Regions from separate parts of the Zea mays genome. Here region 2 is linked to region 1. A link is a contact called in public Hi-C data. All regions are on one chromosome and are shown on one strand. Each heading gives the region's core, a stretch centred on a gene start, on an enhancer-like site or on the middle of the called end of the contact. The rest is flanking DNA. Distances are from core to core; before and after follow the strand shown.

The links. Hi-C and Micro-C count contacts between places; a contact is called where the count stands out from the background.
Region 2: a Hi-C map of leaf shows a contact between it and region 1, with 5 times the contacts expected there. The contact joins the promoter of LOC100192965 here to the enhancer-like site in region 1. A contact is called at or near these places in 8 of 25 Hi-C or Micro-C datasets (bundle sheath, ear, leaf and 2 more).

Annotation. Positions count from the first base shown.
Region 1 is chr1:119,942,875-119,947,939 of Zm-B73-REFERENCE-NAM-5.0, reverse strand. No RefSeq gene overlaps it. Among protein-coding and RNA genes, the nearest start is that of LOC100382157, 89 kb to the right of the region's middle. Within about 2 kb of position 2,154, at least 5 of the 20 cell types and tissues checked have an H3K27ac peak or open chromatin away from gene starts, as enhancers often do. A contact at or near this core is called in leaf, where this site is marked.
Region 2 is chr1:120,678,329-120,683,296 of Zm-B73-REFERENCE-NAM-5.0, reverse strand. It overlaps LOC100192965 (Queuine tRNA-ribosyltransferase subunit qtrtd1), which reads right to left and starts at 2,103. Exons shown (of 10, transcript NM_001358514.1): 1 at 1,630-2,103; 2 at 1,276-1,450; 3 at 1,028-1,186; 4 at 667-763; 5 at 404-474. The coding sequence starts at 1,835.

The sequences.
Region 1 (5,065 bases), core at 905-3,404:
TTAATGCTAGATTAAGTATTAATAGACCTTGTTTGCATCTAGTCTAATTTCACCATCACATTAATCAATCCAACATGATTTTTTCTCATTAAGATTCCATCCATGACTTAGATTGCAGGTCAATGACCAAGTCTTCATGTCCGAGAAGTAACGGCGATCCGAATCGATTAATACCTAGCTAGGGATCTCCAATCACACGACATATGTAGCACTTAACCCTTGCATATGTCAACTTGCAATCGGGGTTCTTAAGACCAGATCAGGTTCACGCCAACCGAGAGTACAGATACACCACCGTCCAGCCTCTTGCCACGGAGGGTACACGCTACTCTCGCCATCTCTCCACTCCCATTGTGTGCTATCTTATTCTGGTATTAGTCTGCCCGAGGCAAAGCTTACCCATGACGAGGCATGTGACCGGTTAAAAGATCCTCGATCATCAAGACTACATTAAGTATAATCCTTAATCAACCTCGGTAGAACATCACATGTTCCTAGCCCAAGTCCCGATTTAAGTACTTCCATCCTTAGGATTGTTTGTATTCCTTAGGATGAAAAGAGCATTATAGGGAACTTTGCAGTAAGATCCCACCATTGCTCCCAATGAAAATATTCTTGCAGGCAGAAGCCATCCTTCCTCAAGATAACCCCTGAGCTAGGCATTAACGCAAAGGACAACCTCTATCCATAAGATCTAAGCAGGGATAAGAATTTTTGTAAATCATATTTTGATACTTCATCAGAAGTATCTATAAAGGTATGGATATCAAGGTAGACAATGCATCAAAGGGTTTCCAAGCAACTCCTATAAACCTAATGCACATTTCGCTAGACTTAAAGTGTGTAAAAATTATTTAAAAACACAAGGAAGGGGTTGCATGCACCGAGGCTTGCCTGGAATAAACACTACGTTAGTGTTTGTTAGGTGGCGTCCACTTGGCAATCAGCTTTTGGTCTCACACTTGTTTAGATTATCCATCTTCAGATTTATCCGACTGACAACATCGTCTTGCGGAGATGTCCAATCTCTGCATTATCCTGGGGTCGACTTGGGTCGTCTTCCGCATCACGTGATTAATTATCGTGCCTAAATGAAATGCATAATGCACATGAATGCATATAGACAGGAATAGCACACGACTAATTATCATTATACCGAAGAGGATTAAAAAGCATCACAAACTTCGTACGTAAATCCTATATACCTATGACTCGCTAGCACAATAATCATGTTCGTTCGGTTTAACCGGGCTTGCTCAAATCTCAAGAAAATAATAACCCTAGACACGACCTATAAACGCCTAAGCTAGGTAATCATCCACAGACTTAATGAAACATAGGCTTAGCCCTTTCGGACACCTAAATTTAGGATACGAATAGAAGCAACTCAACCATTCATCATAAGCTAGGTGCTCATAACATTTTATGATTGTTGGTGCTTTAGATTTATTGTAATAGATTAAAGAAGTATTATTATGTTTAACATTAACACAACTTATACAGAGAAGTATCAGTTAACCTAGAACAAATATTTTAACATAGAGAACTCATGTTTGTGAACCCAACAAACTGATTTCATATCTTAGCACTTTTCAGGTCTTAGAAGAAATCTGAAAAAGAAAACGAACATCTACACAAATTAGCATCAACCCCCTCGCTGTTCCTTTTCTACTCACACCACTTCTTCTCCACACAAACATACAGGACGAACAATTTCTGGCTGCAAGGCCCTGGCTGCTTGCACCCAGCCGAATCTCAACAAGCATAAGACGAGCGCTTCCCCCCCCACAACTACCCTGCCCCATTCAGCACAACATGAGCCCAAAGACCATACCTGCCTGGCTGCCTCACCCTATCACAGACGCCAGCTTGGAGTAGATAAACGACCTGACGATGGGGATTCTTTTCTATGGACGACGACCAAAGAACAAAAATGTAAACAACGAGGTGAGTTGTTGAGGTAGAGCGTTGGGCTGAGACTGGTGGTGGCGGTATGCTTGAGCTTGAGGACATAAAGATTTTTCACTGGGAGAAGGAACAAGATAACAGGAGGAGGGAGAAAGAACGTTTTGTTGCGTCTGTGTTTATCGCAACGGAAAGACTCGCTGGTGCCAGCAGCTGCTTGGTCCCCAGACACGCGGCCTCCACACCAAGACCCACGCACGATCCAAGCCATAGTGAGGCAGTCGATGAAAGATCAACGGTGATTTAACAGAGAGCAAACAGACAAATGAAGATTTTTCTCTGCTCCCAGAACCGAATCACACATCCTCCACTAGAGAAAAAAACACCCAACAGCAGACGACTGAACCTAAGTTCCCAGCCGGCCTAACAGCCCAATTTCAAACGAATTTTTCTCTGACAATCGCTAAGCAACATGTAAATCGGCCTTAATCAAAGTTGTACACTGATCGATGCTCTTTCACTTTGGCATAAGAACCATGATGGAATTCTTCACGGATCCAACACGGAGAGCGCCAAAGTTCGCTAGAAATCAATGAAACTCGACTTCAGTTTTCTGAATCTGCCCATTGTATAGAACCGAGCCCCTCCCCTAAACTGAACATAGTTCAGTTTCAGATCCAAAACCCGACAGCACAAACTGAAGCACAAATTTCTCCTAGTTCCAAACGAATTCAGAGGTGTATTGTTTAATAAAATTTTCTCCCCAACAATAGCTCTCCTAGTTTGTTGTGCTGAAGATCGACCACAAGTTCATAGATTTGGAAGTTACAGGAGCCCGATGCTGAGAAGAGCAAACTATTTCTGAACATTCAATGGATCGAACAGAAACTGAAATTGCAGCATTCTCCTTTTCTTCCAACTCTGAATTTTCTCGAGTTATCTTAGATCTTTTCTAGGAACTGAAAGTTTTCTAAACATGAAATCTTCTCCCCAACCATGGAACTGCCAGGTCACCACAACAATCCAAAGCCGCATTTACACAGAATAAAAGTTACACATGCTCAAAGTGAACCCAATCCACTAAATGTCGTTTTCAGTTAACTGAAAACAAGAAGCTGACAGGAAGCACTTTGGAACAGATTTACTCCCTACTTTGTGCAGCACCAAGCTAAGCACCCCTAAGTAAAGTTTGTCACTAATACTTGGTCTCCAACTTTTCAATATAATCCATAGTCTACAACCTGATGGAAAGGTCACAAAAGTGCTCCAACAGAGCACCAAACACTGCAATTTCAGTTTTCATTGGACTGAATAAAATTCAGTTTCTGCAAACTGACAGTCCAATATTGGACAACGCTTACTTCACTTTTTGTGTGGGATCAAGCCCAACTCACTTGAAGTAAATAGTTCACTAACATATGGTCTTCAAACTTTCTACAATAAATTCAGTCCGAAAGCGTATAGATCAAGCACCACAAAGCCCCAAAGTTTAACCAAACACATTGATTTCCGACTTAGGCACTGAATAATAGTCAATACTCCTTTTATTTGACAGCACAACTTTGTGCAGTGTTTTCTCTCATTCCTAAGCGTTTTAAAGGGCAAGTCCCTCACTATAGATTACTCCCCCAACATTGGTCTCTAGGTTTGCTACAGAAACTACAGCCTAAAAGATCATGGATTGATCACCAAGGAGCTCCAAACTTGACACTTTTCACTGAAATTCAGGTCTCAATCAGCCATAGACTAAGTCTGAAATCGAAACCTGCACATTGCATCTTTGGGCCGTTGTTTCTCCCAGTTCCATATAGCTTTAGGGGCCGGTTGCCTAAGCAAATTTGTATCCCTAGTATAGCTCTACAACCTTGTTATAATGTCCACCTTCAAACTGTTTATAGATCAAAAGTTATGAGAACCCAAAAACAGCTAGTTGATATTATTTTCAGCAAACTTCAAATCTGATTCAAAACTGAATTAAGCATTTTACTCGGTTCGGTTCTAATTACCTCGATCTGCTTAATTTTTAAATAACGACAAAACCTGCGAACCCTTGAAACAATACATTCCGAAATTCGCGAAAATTTTGAAAAGAGTCTGGATAGATAAAGATGTGAATAATATAAATTCTGGATAGAAAATTAAGACAAAGAGATTGTTATTATCACCAATAACTCGTGCTTAATTTCATAGTCGCTGTCGAACGAGAGATAAACACCAGGGGTGTTAAACCCTCCCCTTAAAAGAATCTCGTCCCGAGATTCGGAGCGAAAGGCCTTTTAAGAGTAGAGAGACATGTAACTCCTATCTATATCAGCGATAGCATAAGGCAGTTCCAAGCAAAGGCGAGTGTCTCAGGAGGTTGTTTCTCTAGTGAACATAACATATATCGCCGTAAGCTAATTTAGAGATGTCTATCAGTAGAGACGATGTCTGCCAGAAGAACACATAAGGTTCCATGGGTGCAGTTTGCTTTTTTTCTGATGACACTGTACTATCTGAGTCTGTTGGGCGAGCGGTAGATATGCGACTTTACCCAAACATAATTAGTTGCAACCTCTTGGGTAAAACACATCGAAAGAAATTCGTTGATAAATCATCATTGGAAGTCCATAGCACACGAGATGGGTGTGGATGTCAAACAACATCATGGTTGACCCGTGGCTAGCCAGAAAATCCAAGTCCAATGATGATAATGGAGACTCGAGGAAACATCAGTGAAGGTTATCAACAAATGTTCGCTTCACAATGAACCCACCTCATCATGCACTAGTGCGACTCCGCCTAATCACGCATGTTGAATACTCACATGGGAGGCGGTCGAGGCGCGACTAGAGTGATGATTAGATGGCTACCAGTCGACTTGACTTGATTCTTGCAGGTACTTCCTTAGGATGGTTTGAACCAAAGTGAGTTTAGACAACTCGATAAAACGATATCTAAACTCAACCTTTGTTAACAAAGCAATTACAAGTTAGTAAAAACCAACTTGTTGAACTACTTTTGACATTGAGCAGGTCCTCTCAGTACCATCGGTATGCCAAAGGTTGAGAGTTCATATTTGCTAGGAAAAAGTCATTCATTTGGGTAGAAATCCATTTGGTCATGTTGTTCATTCATTTCTTCATGCGAGATGAACTGACTTGGTGAGGGAATACCTGGA
Region 2 (4,968 bases), core at 854-3,353, 740 kb before region 1:
TTCAAGCGAATATTACAAATGCAGAATATAACCATTAAATGCTACGTCAAAAATCAAAAATCATAAGACAATCTGAATACGGTACTTTAATATGACAGTTGAAATCTTCTATTACAACTCGAACACATTTGAAAATTTGCCGTTCTTAAAACTGGCATGCCACCATCTCACTAACATGTGGGGTGGTGTGTCACAGATACGTCAGCAGGATCACAATAATGAATTGTTGATCTGCAGGAGTGGTACTTCATAAAATTCTCTCATTTTGACAGGTTCACATTCGGCACATTATTTTAATGTAAATGCCGCCCTAACATAGTGTGGCAATAGAATTTTAAGCATAGCCCAGCAAATCATCATCAATGCACTTTCATATTTGAAATAAAAAGCATTTTTATCTCACTGTTGTGGCATTGAGCAAAGTGCAACGTTCTTCAATACTCTCTCCAAAGCCAAATCCTGCAATCCAAAAGCCTGCACCAAATTTGGCAACAAAAGGATCAGTATTTTTCCCAAATTAATTAAAAACATCACCATCAAGTGAATTCCTAAAGAGCTAGTGCAAGCTTAAGAAAAAATCATAGGTACATCCCTCTTCCCTCGAGATGGGTACTTACAAAATAAAACTACTGAAAATTACTAATATCAAAAGAAATATAAAATAACCTGAAACATTCCGCTTCGACACTTCAGTGGCACATAGCTTTCGCTGTTCTAAGCTAGATCCTCCCACAATTACACCAAAACTATTAGTCCCAGAAGCCTGAAGTAAGAGTTGTAAAAAAAACAATAAGAGAAGGCAAGCCTGAGGTTGATTCCATCTGTAAAAAAAGTTGGCAGATTTTAAGAAGCTTGCACCAGAGGCCTCCAAACTTGTAGCAAATTTGATAACAAATTAGAAGTGTCACTTAGCCATTCATTTTCGCTCTATTTCAGACATTCCAATAGTGACAACTCTTTGAAAAGTAGAGAAAGATGTATACATTAAAGTCATCAAACACAGTTTGATGAAAACAGCTTATCCTACCACATCCAAAGCAATACATGCATCAAGCCACCGCAATGTCCTGTCAACAGAGACTTTGTTTCGTTTCTCAGTCACCCAAGCTGGTACCTCATCCGCCAAACTGGCCCATATATTAGGCTTCATACAGGAAATCAACTCCATATAGTCTGATGGTTTTACCTGAAAGAATTAAAAAAAAAATCAAATCTATATATGTAAACAAACATGCACCCTTGAAAGCTGAAAAATGAAAGGACTAAGTTACCGACCAGTCTACGACCCGAAGGAGTTTCAAAGGAGGCACCAAATTTGTTGGTGGCTTCACATGATGGCAGACTCTCAATAGAATCGCTTGCCGCCGCTACAAGAATGTGATCAGGTAAACCCAGCATACCGTGCAAACCCCTAATAGCTGATATTGTCTTCACTGGAGGGCCTTCTATACTGAGAAAATAAAGGAAAGGTGATCAAACTCTTTCAGTTAAATGGCTACAACTCACAAGAACATGACCGTACGGTTCCAACCAAGAGGGGCTAGTTCTAGTTATTTGAGGGTTTTGTTTTTAAACAAAAGCATATACGGTCAGAGTGGAGGGAAACTGGATCAGGTGGAGGAGACTTACAAATGGGTAGGACAGACATGGAGAAGGAGGGAGTCCGGGAGTGGCAAGGAGGCAAGGAGGTCACAGGACAAGAATGCCGGCAGCCCCTTACGAGTGGACAGCAGCAGCGCCGGCGTCTCAATGCCAATGCCGGCGCCGGCTATATGGAGCGCACCCGCCCGCGCCTTCCCTCCGCCGCTGCAAACTTTCGTCACCACAAACCTCATCGCTCTTTCGATGGCGCAGAAGACGGCGGAAGACGTTCCGGCAATCGGTCGAACTCCTAACGTGCGTGCCACGACGAAAGGGGGAAAGGGAACATGCGCAGGATAATAGTGAACTTCTCGGTTGAAAGAGTGGGCAGAACGCTTCAAGCAGAGATTGGCAAATGTAGACGCGGTGGCCGGTGGGTGCGCGATGGTGGTTGCCTGCTGGGGAGCTACACGACCGGAGTGGTAGAGCGCGAGGGTGGTTTGGAGGCTGCCGCCGGAGAAGGTGAACAAGGACTAGCGGGGAAGATTGACCACAGTCTAATTGCGCGTTCCAATCCGTACGTGGGTTGGGCCAGGCCCATAAAATGAGAATAAACAATTTTTTTTCTTTTCAGATTATAAAATCTCTACTACTTATTAAAACTCCAAGGGTAGTCTGCCGTTCTGCTGTTATGCGATCTCAACCGTCCGACTCGCACGGACTGTCTCGGATCAATCTATACCGTCCGACTGCCACGGGCTCAAGCTGTGCAGCGCGTCCTCCACGGAACCGCCCACTCGACCGCTCGCCTCCTCTCTCTCTCACCGCATCTCCCGCGCGCACTTGTGCCTGCTCCCCCGAACCCGCCTCACGACGCCCTCCGAGTCTCCGACCCTCACGTCTCGCCGCAGCTTTGGCCCTCGTCCCATCCCCGACCACGTCCATTGACTGCATCTCCACCACCTCGGCCTCGCCTCCAACAACGATGATCCCTCCGCCTCCACTTCCGCTGCCACGGCTAGCGCCCACTCGAACGCCACGACGATCTGCTCGACTGTGGCTGGGCGCGACCCGACCTCCAGTTCGCAGCTGCTGGATTCGATGATGTCATCCTCCTATGGGAGAGAGACGATGAGCCCACGGGGCCGGTGAGGGGCGAGGAGGATGGGGCCAAGAGGAGGGCATGTCAGATTGCCAAACCTGATGCCGCCTCCCCCGGTGCACCTCACGCCTGCTCCCCCGAGCCCGCCTCTCGATGCACCGGCGCGCCGTGCCTGCAGAGGTGGGCGCCATCCAACCCCTCTCGTCCCGCCCTAGCTCCAACCCCGTGGGCCCGCCTCCCGACGCATTGGCGCGCCATCGCTCGGCCCCAGCGCCGGCGTGCCGTGTCTACATAGGTGGGCACCCTCCCGCCCCATCCCTTCCCCGACCACATCCATTGATCAAACCCTAAACCCTCACCCTCTGTCTCTGTTTGCATCCGATTCTCGCCGCACGACTTCCCCGGTGAGCTCGGCCCCCGCCGTGGCCTCCTAGATGAAACCCTAGCTCCGACTCCCATATCGTTGGGGCATGGAGAAATGGTGACGGAGGCAGAGAGCACCGCCCATCGCCCTCTGCGCCCGGTCACCGGCCACGCTTGAGCGAGCCAAGGGCATCTACGGGAACAAACAGCCACCTACGGCGGCATGGGAGGTTATCAGGCTCTCGCACCCATGCCCAACGTTCTTATCGACGCCGCTATCGTCCGCGTCTGCATCCTCCTCTGTGTCGGTGTCGGCGTCCAGCAGTTGTGACTCCTCGCTGGGGTCCTTGACGTCTGACGAACAGCGACCAAATCTGCTGCCTGTGCGAAAGGCTGGTTGGATTACATAAAGATGAGGGAAGAAATGCTTTGGTAAGCAGTGTTTTCTGCATTCTAAAAGAAGATTCGTACATAATGCTACCCTGCTCAACTGCAGTATGAACACCATGCATGGCAGACACTGGTGGCAGTAAATATGTTGTTGCTCGGACAATAATTATCGCTGTTGAGATGAGCACAATTGAGGGTGAAGGGAAAAAGAGTGCTCCTATGTCCTCCTGACCAAGATACTTCAGAAGTGAACAAGCACGCACATGGTACGGAAGATAGGGTATTAGCACCTTGGCCATACCTTAACGAGACAAAAAAAGACAGGTTAGTACTCAAATGAATATCTCAATTCACACACCAATAATTATTTAAGGTATGATATTGTTGATTGAATTTTATACACCAATAAATACCATGTCAATTTCATCCATGGAATAAGCAACAACTGAATCAAATAGGACCTTAACAGGGATCCTTAATGTTGCAGGTTCATTACACATTCTTCAACCAGTTCTGCCTGGCCTGTCCACTGCGGTTCAATAAAATGATGAACATACATTACAACTATTAGGGTTCAGAACATGTAATTGCGTGTACTAATGGAGTAATATATGTACTAATGGAGTAATAGATGGATCCTCTTATATATTCTGTAGAAACATGGATGTTGATCAGTGCACGTTATCAACATGAGACATAACATTCTAGATCAAACTAAAATGTGTAATGCTAGACATCTAGAAACATCTGCAAAATAGAACCAAATGGAGTGATTACCCTAAACCCTAAAACATGAGGATGGCTAATAACTCATGAAAAGAACAGACATGTTTGCTGCACACTATTGAGAATGTAAACTTTTAGAGAGAGTGCTTCATCCAGATAAATGTTGAGTAAATAGCATATTGGTAAATCAAATTCATATGACAGCTATGAGATACATTGTATCACCAAACTGACCAAGCAATTAAGCGTTAAAAAATGGTGTGTGACTAGCATACACCTTTCTCTTTCCTTTTTTTAACCATCAAGCAGAATTTCGCTATTGCTTAAAGAGCACAAATGATTCCACATATCCATATACCCGGGTAGCCTCCATAAAAGAGAAGAAAAGAATAATAAACTTCTCTAGCTCTTCCATAATGGACTTCAAGTGAATCATTTTCCTATAGGTTGTAGCACAAGCTGTTGAAGTTGGAGCTCATACTGCTGCGACTCTAACAAATCAAGTAAGTTTTCTTGAATGGTGATATAACCTGTTTGTTTACAATCAATTTTTCCATCAAGTTTTTGCTAAGCTCTACTGGGGCTTACTGATCACAAAACTTCCATACTTAATTGGATAAAGTCATGAACTATTATATTGATGCTTGTCTCTTTTTTGTCGCAATCGGTCTTTTCCCTTATCCGTGTTTATCTGATAATAGATTTGTATGCTTTTTTAACCTATAAATGGTTCACTTGTCTATCCCACCAAATGTCAATCACTCAGTCATAAATATATTTGAGAATGGATAGAACCTAGAGGGCTT